Regions from separate parts of the Canis lupus genome. Here region 1 is linked to region 2. The links are chromatin contacts, called in public Hi-C maps. All regions are on one chromosome and are shown on one strand. The core of a region is the stretch at or near the end of the contact, and the rest is flanking DNA. Distances in the headings are between cores, read along the strand shown. Region 1 holds the start of JARID2 (protein Jumonji). Region 2 has its middle 90 kb from the start of CD83.

Region 1 (4,787 bases), core at 1,251-3,750, 900 kb before region 2:
GAGCCGGAGCCGGAGCCGGAGCCGGAGCCCGAGCCCGAGCCCGAGCCCGAGCCCGAGCCCGCAGCCCGCCCCCTACAGGCCGCGCGCGCGCCCGCCCGGCCCAGCCCAGCCCGCCGCGACCCCCGCGCGCCCTCCCCTCCCCTCCCTCCCTCCTCCTCTCCTCTCCCCCTCTCCCCGCCGCCCGCTCGAGCACGTCGGGCACTCGGGCTCCGCTCCGCTCCGCTCCGCTCCCCCGGCGGCCGCAACTCGTGCTCTGCCTCCCGCGGCCGCCGCCTCCAGCCCCGGGCTCTGCGGCCGGACGCCGGGACACGACACAATCCCCTGACCGCCGGCGACAAAACGATCGATCCCACCCCACCGCGCTCCCCAGTTCCGCGAGGTCTGGGATGGGGTCGGGGGGGCGGCGGGGGCGGTTCTCGTCCAAGTTCTACCCCCTCGGCTTTGTGGCTGCACCCGGGGCGGACGAGCCCCGGAAAGGCGTCCGCGCTCCGGGGCGAGCTGGTCTCCATGCACTTCCTACAGCCCGACTTTAAACTAGTCCTTTGCATTCTACCCAGCCCTCTGCAATGCGGATGTATTTTAATTCTTAAATTCTTTGGGGAACAGCTTTTTAAGTTGGGCTTGATTATTTAACCTTGCATTTCTTTCATACTTGAAGTTTACGTGCCTAGATTAGAATCAGCCCTCGAGAAGAGGCATTCGGCTTTTTCATTAAGATTTTTTTTTTTTTTTTACAAAAACCAGTGCCCCGAAGGTCATCTCCCATTACACACATCGCACTGCTCAAAAAAGGGAAGATATGAACCACCAATTTGTCCACTCGAGTTAAATAAAACTTTCTTATAACGTTGCATTATTCCCAGTGTAGGTTCATTTGGGCTTTAAAAAAAAAAATGGGTTCTTTGATTTAAAGCATGCAGCTAATCACCGATCACTCGAGTGCATATTTGGTTAATCCTCCGTCCCCCTCTACCCACCCTCCCCCCAAACTTAAAAAAAAAAGCCATACACAAAACAAAAACACTCCCCATGCCAATCAAAACGTAGCTGTACTATGCACAAAACAAATTTAACTATCCCAAGCCATTTAAATCTCTGAATAATCACCCAATTTCAGAAGCCCGGTTAGCAGGGAGAATGTATTTGTAGTCACTTACACATGCATTCACATACCTACTTAAAAACATTAGCTATAGTGTAGGTCTTTCCCTCTTCCCCCCCCCAAAAAAACTGGAAACCATGAATTTTTAAACAAAACCAGTCCCATTATTAAAGTCAATCCCAACAAATGCATTCGCTGTAACATGATTCCCAACTGGTTTACGCTGCGAACCAAATAAGCCAAAAACGACCACATACATTAAATTTGATGTGCCAGTGCAAGGAACAAGATCGCCATAATCGGACCCTCGATTGCAACTTAAAGGGTTTCCAACACACACTCGTTACACGATTTCCCAAATAACATTAATAATAATAACACAAGCTCATTTGCATGCAAAGTGCAATATGAGGCCAAATCCGCCCGAGAATGCAGTTTAGTTACATTACCGCAGCCCCCATAACCCCCCTCCCACTCCAAGCTCCACCAAAATCCCTAGCCTTTCATCTAAAACTAGATTATGGTTGTGTCATTCGAGGTCAATTTATTCACTTGAGGTATCGCTACACCAATCTGTTTTTTCATCCAAACTAGGCAGACACGACTTTGCCTGAAAAGCCCTTCTTCTGAAAAGAAAGAAGCAGCCTTATCGGACGCTGTGTTTAAAACCCTTCAGCTGCAGAATTATCTATAAACTTGACATTCACAGCCATTGCTTAAAACTGCAAGTCAAAGGATGTGTTGTTAAGAGCACTTACGTATTTCTTCTGAATGATATTCCTCTTGGGTCTTTCCTTGCTCATTCTGAGATCCAAATGCTGATTGCAAAAGGGGACAATTGCTTCATGAATTTAAAGCCGTCAGAAATTTGCAAAAAAAATATCCTGGTGGTTTTTTATTGTTGTTGGTGGTGGTGGTGGATCTTGTAATCCGACTTTTCTTCCTCTTCCCCCAAAGCCCGATTCGCCTTGAAATAAATCCGAAATTGGGAAGGAGGAGAAAAAAAAAAAAAAAAAAAAAAGGAGCCAAAGACGAACGAAGCAAACAAAAAACAAAACAAAAAAAATTCACTTTAGTAAAACACTCATAATGGAAAATTTCCCCCGAAAACACACACACACACACACACAAAAAAAAAAAAAAAAAAAAAACCGACGCCCTTCACTCCCCCCCTTTTTTCCTCCAAAAACTACATCAGCGAAACGTGAAGGTCCTTAGTGTCTGATCTGTAGTTACATCTTGGAAAAGAAAAGGGAAAGATAAATTAAAAAAAAAAAATGTTGGAAGTCACGTTTGTGCTGCAGCAGCAGTGCGAGCAGAAGAGTCAACTCCGGCGGCGGCGGCGGCGGCGGCGGCGGCACCACAGCGAGGGCTCGCCGAGTCTCTTTTTTCCAAGCCCCCGAACCAATGAGAGACGGGCTAGCCAGCCCAACTTTAAATGGACTCTGCTTTTATACAAGTTAGGGCTCCTCGGGCAATTCCCCGACGGACGCCAGCCGAAAACTCCCACAGCTGAGCCGCCGGGCGCCCGCCTCCTCCGGCGCCGACCGACCCCGGCCCAGCCCGGGCGACCCCCGCTGCCCCGTCGACTAGACGCCCGCGAAGCTTCGACGAGCCCTTCTCGGGCGACCCCTCAGGCGTCGCTCCCACGCCGAGCCTGGGAGTGGAATTGAGAGAGGCTCCCTAAGCCCAATGCATGGCACGCTCGGTCGCTCCACCTCACCCCCTTTTCCCCAGCTTGCCGCTCACCCTACGGCCGCCGCACGCCAGCCCCCGCCCCTGCCGTCGCGTCTACCTGCAGCCGGGCTGCTGGATACCAGTGCCCCAGGACGCCCGGCCCCGGGGAGAGCCGCCTATTCCCGGGGCACCTTAGAATGGTCCCCTTGATCTTCTGGAAGTTGTAGTCCCCCGACTACAAAATGGCTATGGCCACGGGAGCTGAGAACTACAATTCCCAGCCTGCCCCGCGAACCTGTCACTCAACTCCCCTCCCTCCTCCCCGCCCCCTCCCCCTCGCCGGCCCTGCCAACAAACGCTTGGATGTGTCCCGCGTGTGACACTGCTAGAGGCTGGCTCGGGATTGGCCCGCAGAGCGTGTGGTCCGCGAGCGAGGAACTCCCCACGCCGGCCCGCCCCCGCCCCCGCCCCCCGGGCCCCGGCCCCCCCGCCCCGCCCCCCACCCGCGGCGCCCCGCCCCCACCCGCGGCGCGAACTGCCTGTGGAATCGAGGAATCGCGCGCGCGCCGGCCGGAGCCGAGCGGCGGGGGAGGGACGCGAGGCTTCCCGGGGTGGGGGGCGGCGGCGGCGAGGGCTTGGAGCCCGTCCTAAGGAGAACTGGGCCACGCACCAAGAGGAATCCTCGGTGCGAACTAGTTGATCGGCGGCGCCTGCTGCCTGTGCCGCGCAGCCGGTGTCAGCTCAGGACACCGCCTCGCGGCTCCGCACGCGGCTGCTGCGGCCGGCCCGGGGTAGGCTGAGGTCACCGCGGCCGGCGCCCCGCACCCGCACCCGCACCCGCACGCGCGGCAAGGGCCACCCCCCGGCGCGGCACGCGGCGCGGAGCCGGCCCTCCCCCGAGGCTGGCCCCGGAGCCCCGGAGCCCCGGAGCCGGCGAGGGCGGCCGCCTCCCACCTGCCTCTGCACCCCTGCTGGGTTCTCTCCTCCCGACGTGCAGCCAGGAGCAGGCCCCGCGCTGTCTCCTCGGGCCTCCTGGGCCCCGTACACAACTTCCCGCGTCGTCCGCAGCCGTTCGGCCCCAGAAATGCCCTCGCTTTAGGAGTGCCTGCGGGGCTCGGTCGGTTGAGCGTCTCCCTTCCCCTAGGGCTGGGATCCTGGGATCGAGCCCCGTAGGGGCCTCCCTGCTTCACGAGGAGCCTGCTTCTCCCTCTGCCTCTGTCTCTGATGAATAAATAAATAAAATCTTTTTTAAAAATACATAAATCTCCTTGATTTAACTGTGGCTGCAGAGAAGTAATGTTTTAAAGGATCTCCTCTCGGGCTTCCCTCTGGGTAAATGAGAAGTGGGGTCACTCACACTGCCTTATGCTCGTGGCTCTACATCTTATTCTCCTTCCCATCGCGTGTGATTCTCCTTACCTGGAAAGTAGAATAACTCGGGTTAACACAGTTAAAAGGTTAGTTGCAGCAGTGTTTTCAGGAGGTAACCACGGTCCAGAAAGGTCTCTGACACTGGCGGTGAGACACCTGGATTCAAATAATACTTTAGCCCTTGCTCAAAGGCAGCAGGTGGCTTCCGTGGGTTTGTCGCGAGCCTCGTCCACAGATTCAGGATGGCCAGGCCTTATGGAGAGGATTTTATTTATTTATTAAGCAGAGAGACACACAGAGACAGACAGGCTCCCTGCAGGGAGCTGGGTATGGGAGTGGATTCCAGGACCCGGAATCATGCCATGAGCGGAAGGCAGACACAACCACTGAGCCACCCAGGTGCCAGGGAGGATTATACAACTAACTAAAAACCCGCCACGTTATAGGAAGCTCTCAGTCAACAAAATAAAATGCCTTTTTTTTCCAAAGGCTTTTTAATCATTACCCTACCTTTTTAAAAAATCTGAATGCCTTCTGAAAAAATAATTTTGTCCTACGTTCATTCCACAATCGGAAAAATAAATGGCCTTCTGTGCCTTAAGATTGCAAAACTTGTTTGCTGGTGTATTTGCTGGGG
Region 2 (5,031 bases), core at 1,011-3,510:
TCATCAACCAGTTTACCTGGTCATTCTCAGGGATTCATGAATTGCCCTGTTTTTTAGATATGAAGTTCAGTCCAATCAAATGCAAGAACTTGACCATCCCATTGAAATGAACGCTTCTCTCTCCCCACCAACTACGGGAGGCTGGCTTAGGTTTGGGAACTGGCAGTTGGGCAGGAAACATGAGCAAGGCTTGCTCCTTCTTGGATCTTCTATCTTCTCCAGGCACTGGCTGGTGGCTCAGGTCTCTGGAGACCCAAAGAACCAAGCTCTTCAAGAGAGTTCAACTACGATCAGGGGCTGGTGGCAAATGTACAGATGCTGGCTCTTTTTCTCTTGTGGGGTACTGAGTGGGTTTCCTCCCTTCCATGGGTGGCCTCTGTCAGCTGGCCACTCGCTCTGTCCCCAGAGGTCCCCATTCCTGTCACTCACCTTGCCCTGACCCCGATCTGGGAAAGTAGGTCCGCTCTGCCAACAGGAAGACTGGTTCGTGTGTGTTTGCCTTGTCAGCTCTTGGAAGCAGAGGCTGTTCCAAATACCTGCTCCAATGACTGTGAACAACTCTCCGTTCTGTGAGGTCATATGGGTCCCTTTGTCTCCCTCCCCTACCCCCAGAACTCCAGGAGACATCGGTAGAGCTCCTTAGGTAGTCCTCCAGGGCCCTCCTCATTTACCTCAACCTAGGTAGAAGAACACAACAGGTGCACACCTTTCTTAAACAATTGTTCACTGGTGGTGCCTCCTGGGTCCTCGGCCTCCTACCCTGGAGCCGGGAGGTAAAGGATGCTGGTCTTGCTCCCCCAGCAATCCTACACACTGGTCCGTGCCTCTCGTGAGATTGTGCGCTGCATTATCTGGCACATTCTCTCCAGTGTGTGAGTCTCAGCAGAAACTCCAGCCCGTGTGAACGGAGTCCCCCTTCCGCATCCTTTAGCAACCAGTGGATGAATGCTAGGTTGAAGCCGACTGGGTGCACGGTGGGAAGGTACCTGGAGGGCACCTGAGGTTGCCCAACAGGGAGGGCATGACTGCCAGGGAGTGGAATCTGGGCTCCACGGTGTAGAGAGTGCAAAACCGGGGCGTGTTTCTTCCCTTCTCCACCGACAGGTGACTACAGCCCCAGTTCCTGTCTTGCCCTCGGGTGCCCAGACCTGCCTCTTCCCCAGGGGGCGTGCACCCAGGGAGCCCGCCCAACATTCTGTTTGAAAGTGAGAAGGTGAGAGGAGGCGGGGTGTAGGGGTCCCTGCAGTGGGGAACGTAGGACCGGCCACGGGCCACGCAGGGAGGAGCAGAGACGAAAGTCGACCGACCCTCCGAGGCCTCGCTTGCTGAATGAGGACGCCTGCTGCCCGCGCTGGGGTCGGACGAGGTCGGAGCTTCGGGGGGCCCGGGGCCCGGGCGCCTGCGAGCACCCTCCGGGATGCCGGTGCTTTAGGGGTTTTGCTGCATGCAGACTGCTTCTCTGCTGAGGGAGGCCCTCGGGAAGAGCGACAAAGGATGCTGTCGGGATGTCTGTCTGTGTCTGTAAGGATCGCGTCCCAGCGTCCCAGCGCCGGGGCCCGACCGCAGCAACGTTTTCTCAGGAAACCCTCCTGAGAGCACCGGCACACCTGCCTCAAGGACAGGCCCCAGACCCCGACCGTCCGAGGTGGGGACAAAGAAGATGCCATCGCGGCCCCCGAGCGCCGGTCTCCCCAAGCGCGGCCCGGGAGAGCCCCAGGACCCAGTGCGTTTGCATTCAGGGAAACTTTTGCAGCAGGGGACGCACGGGCGCCCGGGGCCCCGGCGGCTCGCGCGGACCCGGCGGGGCACCCACAGCGCGGCACTGCCACCTTGTGGGCGCAGGCGGCGGGGCGAGCGGCGGGGCGCAGGCCGGCCCCGTGCAGCCCGCGCCGCGCTCCGGAACGCGCGGCCGAGCGGGAGCCCGCGGGGGCGGGGCGGGGGCGGGGCGGGGCGGGGCGGGGCGGGGCGCGCCGGCGCCGGTCACGTGGGTTAGCAACAGGCAGCAGCCAATGGGAGCGCGAGGCAGCCCGCGGGGCCGCGCGCGCCCCGCCCCCGGGAGAGGCCGGGCCGCGCGGGGCGGCATCGGGGCTGCATCGGGGCTGCATCGGGGCTGCATCGGCGCCGCGCGGGTGGGGTGCGCCTCCGGCCGGGGAAGCCCTGCCGCCGAGGGGCCGGGAAGGGACTAAGAGTAGCCGAGCGCCCCAACGTGGGACTTTCCCACTGGCGCGCTGCAGAGCGGTGACCCCGGGCCCGGTGGGCGGCGGCGGGTGCACCGCGCGGGGACTCGTTGCCCCGGCCCGAGCCCTGGGACCGAAAGTGCCGCTTGGATCCACGCCACGGGATCGGGATCGAAGGTCCTGGCGGCGGGGCCCCGCCTGCAGCAGGCCGAGGAGCTGCTCGCGGGCCCCCGCGGAGGCAGGCGGCAGCGGGTGCAGGAGGAGGGCCGCGGAGTTCTGGGTTTTGATGACTCAGTGGGAAAGCCACGTGCAGAAGGGCGCCTCGTGACTTTCACGCTGATGCCACCGCGTTGACATAAACCAGGACACCCTTTATGTAAACATTTTTTTAAGATTATTTATTTATTCATGAGAGAGAGAGAGAGGAGAGGCAGAGACCAGGCAGAGGGAGAAGCAGGCCCCATGCAGGGAGCCCCACGTGGGACTCGATCCCGGGACCTGAGCATCACGCCCTGGGCCGAAGGTGGTGCTAAACCGCTGAGCCACCCGGGGATCCCCAAACCAGGCCACCCTTGAACGCAGGGAAGACCTCACTCGGAAATGCCAGAGGTGGATCCATCCCAGATTGTGGGCAGAACCAGGACCATCCGAGGGGAACATGGTTTCCATCAGATTCTCACACTTGCACACGTTTCGTCCTGCTGATAGGATCCCTCCCTCTCTCTCTCTCTCTCTCTCTCTCTCTCTCACTTTATCTCTCTTGTTCTTTGCCTTGTGATGTTCTCCTGGAAGCTCTCCTACTCTTTTTTTTTTTGTGGTTTCGGAGGCCACTTCATGTTTTCTTGCTCTGAAACAAATCCAAGGAGCCTGTGGCTGCAGAAGGGCACCCAATCCTCGCCCTGCCTCAAGGCACTTTGAAAGGCCCAAAACTGTTAATACAACTTGTTGTGTCATTATAGAGACAAAAATATCCCAAAAAGTTGCAGGATCTAGCCATCCTGTTCTTAAAATTCCCTAGGGAAAGATGTTGTACAGTCCTCTTTGATAAGCTACCACAAATGCTAACCACTTTGGGGAAGATATAATAAGAACCTTCTGATTCCAGGTTTTATTTGTTTCTATTTAAGCTCATTCAGGGTCAGGCTACCCCAGAGGGCAATTGAACATCTGCCTGGCAGCTTATGGGCAGGATGTGTACTTCCCTCTGTCAGGAACAGAGATCAGCAGTGCCAGCTGCCACTGGGAAACTTGCCTGGTGCCCAGGCACCCTGGGGATTTGCCAGGGCGGCTTTGAGAAGGTGATCCACTCTGAGTCATATTTTCTTCTTTCATTTCAACCCTGCCAGCGGAGTTCATTGATTCGCTCGCTAAACAGGCCTTGTGCACTTGGTGTGGAAATGAGTCTGCTGTATTTGATGGTTATGTTTATACAAATTTGATAATAGTATTTGATTTTTAAACATACCATACTCGAGTTCTTGATCAGGAAAGGGTTCCAAAGGTACGAGGATTTAACAAATATGTGGTGAGCTCTAAGAGCCAAGGCTTTGTTTAGGTCCCGGGCATATAATATTGCACCAGGGAACTTGCATAATGAAATGGACTCATGAAGAAACAAAGTGAGGTCAACTTCTTTCCATAGTCTGGGTGTAGGTCATCCACCCCACACTACTTGATTGTTGCATCTCTTTCTCGTCTTCCTTGACCTCCTCCCTTTTGGTCCTCTGTTCTTTGAGGAACTCCTTTGATCAGGGAGCAATTAAGGTCACCCACTTGTTTAATGTTTTTAAATAATGTGACCTGATGGGGAAAGTCATGGGCTGGGAATTAAAAACAAAAGCGTTTATCTGGTTCTGCCACTTGACGAAATTCCTGACTTTCTATAGATCTTTTAGAGATTGAACCTTGGTTTCCTCCACCCTCAAGTGGGATGTTTCTTGCTTTGCCACTCCAAGGGTGAAGATTCAAGGCCTCAGTCTGCTCTGTAAATTAGGGGGGTTGACCTAGATTTAAGGTTTGCAAACTATCTTTAGAAACGGAGTTCCTGGGATGCCTGGGTGGCTCAGAGGTTGAGCCTCTGCTTTCGGCTCAGGATGTGATCCCAGGGTCCAGGATCGAGTCCCACATCGGGCTCCCCGCAGGGAGCCTGCTTCTCCCTCTTCCTCTATTTCTGCCTCTCTCTCTCTATGTGTCTCTCATGAATAAATAAAATCTTAAAAAAAAAGAAGAAGAAGAAGAAGCAGAGCCCCCTTGTAGAATAAAATCTAACATAAAATCCCAACGTTTTATAGAACAGGTGAGGAAGACAGGCTTGCCCTAGTGCTCTAAGTTCTGTTTACTCTCTTCCTCTCTCCATAGAAGGCCCTCAAGGCACACAGGCTTCCACTGAACACAGTGTGAAACTCACTGTGCTGGATGATTATTTTAAGTACCTTCCAGGGGCACCTGGGTGACACAGTCAGTTAAGCTGCTCAGGTCATGATCCCAGAGTCCCAGGATCCCGAGTCAGGCTCCCTGCTCAGCAAGGAGCCTGCCTCTCTCTCTCCCTCTGCTGCTCCCCCTGCTTGTTCTCTCTGTCAAATAAATAAATAAAATCTTTAAAAAATATATAAAGTACCTTCCAGTTCTAAAACATTATAAATCAAAATTTTATAACCAGAGTGTTCTAACTTTGTGTGTTTCTGTGAGTTTTAACTCCTATCTTCTTCCTTCATTTATTAATATGCTGTGGGAGATAGGCACCAGCTTTACAAAATCAAAATACATGTCATTCCTCTCTCCCTATTTATGAAGCCAGTCCTTCTGCCCCCAAACAAAATCATATTCTGATGGAACATAGGATTGTGTAATGAAA

Evidence for each region. Hi-C and Micro-C count contacts between places; a contact is called where the count stands out from the background.
Region 1: a Hi-C map of amygdala shows a contact between it and region 2, with 6 times the contacts expected there. The contact joins the promoter of JARID2 here to the enhancer-like site in region 2. A contact is called at or near these places in 2 of 9 Hi-C or Micro-C datasets (amygdala and blood).

Annotation. Positions count from the first base shown.
Region 1 is chr35:15,774,217-15,779,003 of UU_Cfam_GSD_1.0, reverse strand. JARID2 (protein Jumonji) reads right to left here and starts at 2,500. Exons shown (of 18, transcript XM_038584207.1): 1 at 1,861-2,500. The coding sequence starts at 1,905.
Region 2 is chr35:14,876,935-14,881,965 of UU_Cfam_GSD_1.0, reverse strand. No RefSeq gene overlaps it. Among named protein-coding and RNA genes, the nearest start is that of CD83, 90 kb to the right of the region's middle. Within about 2 kb of position 2,260, at least 13 of the 20 cell types and tissues checked have an H3K27ac peak or open chromatin away from gene starts, as enhancers often do.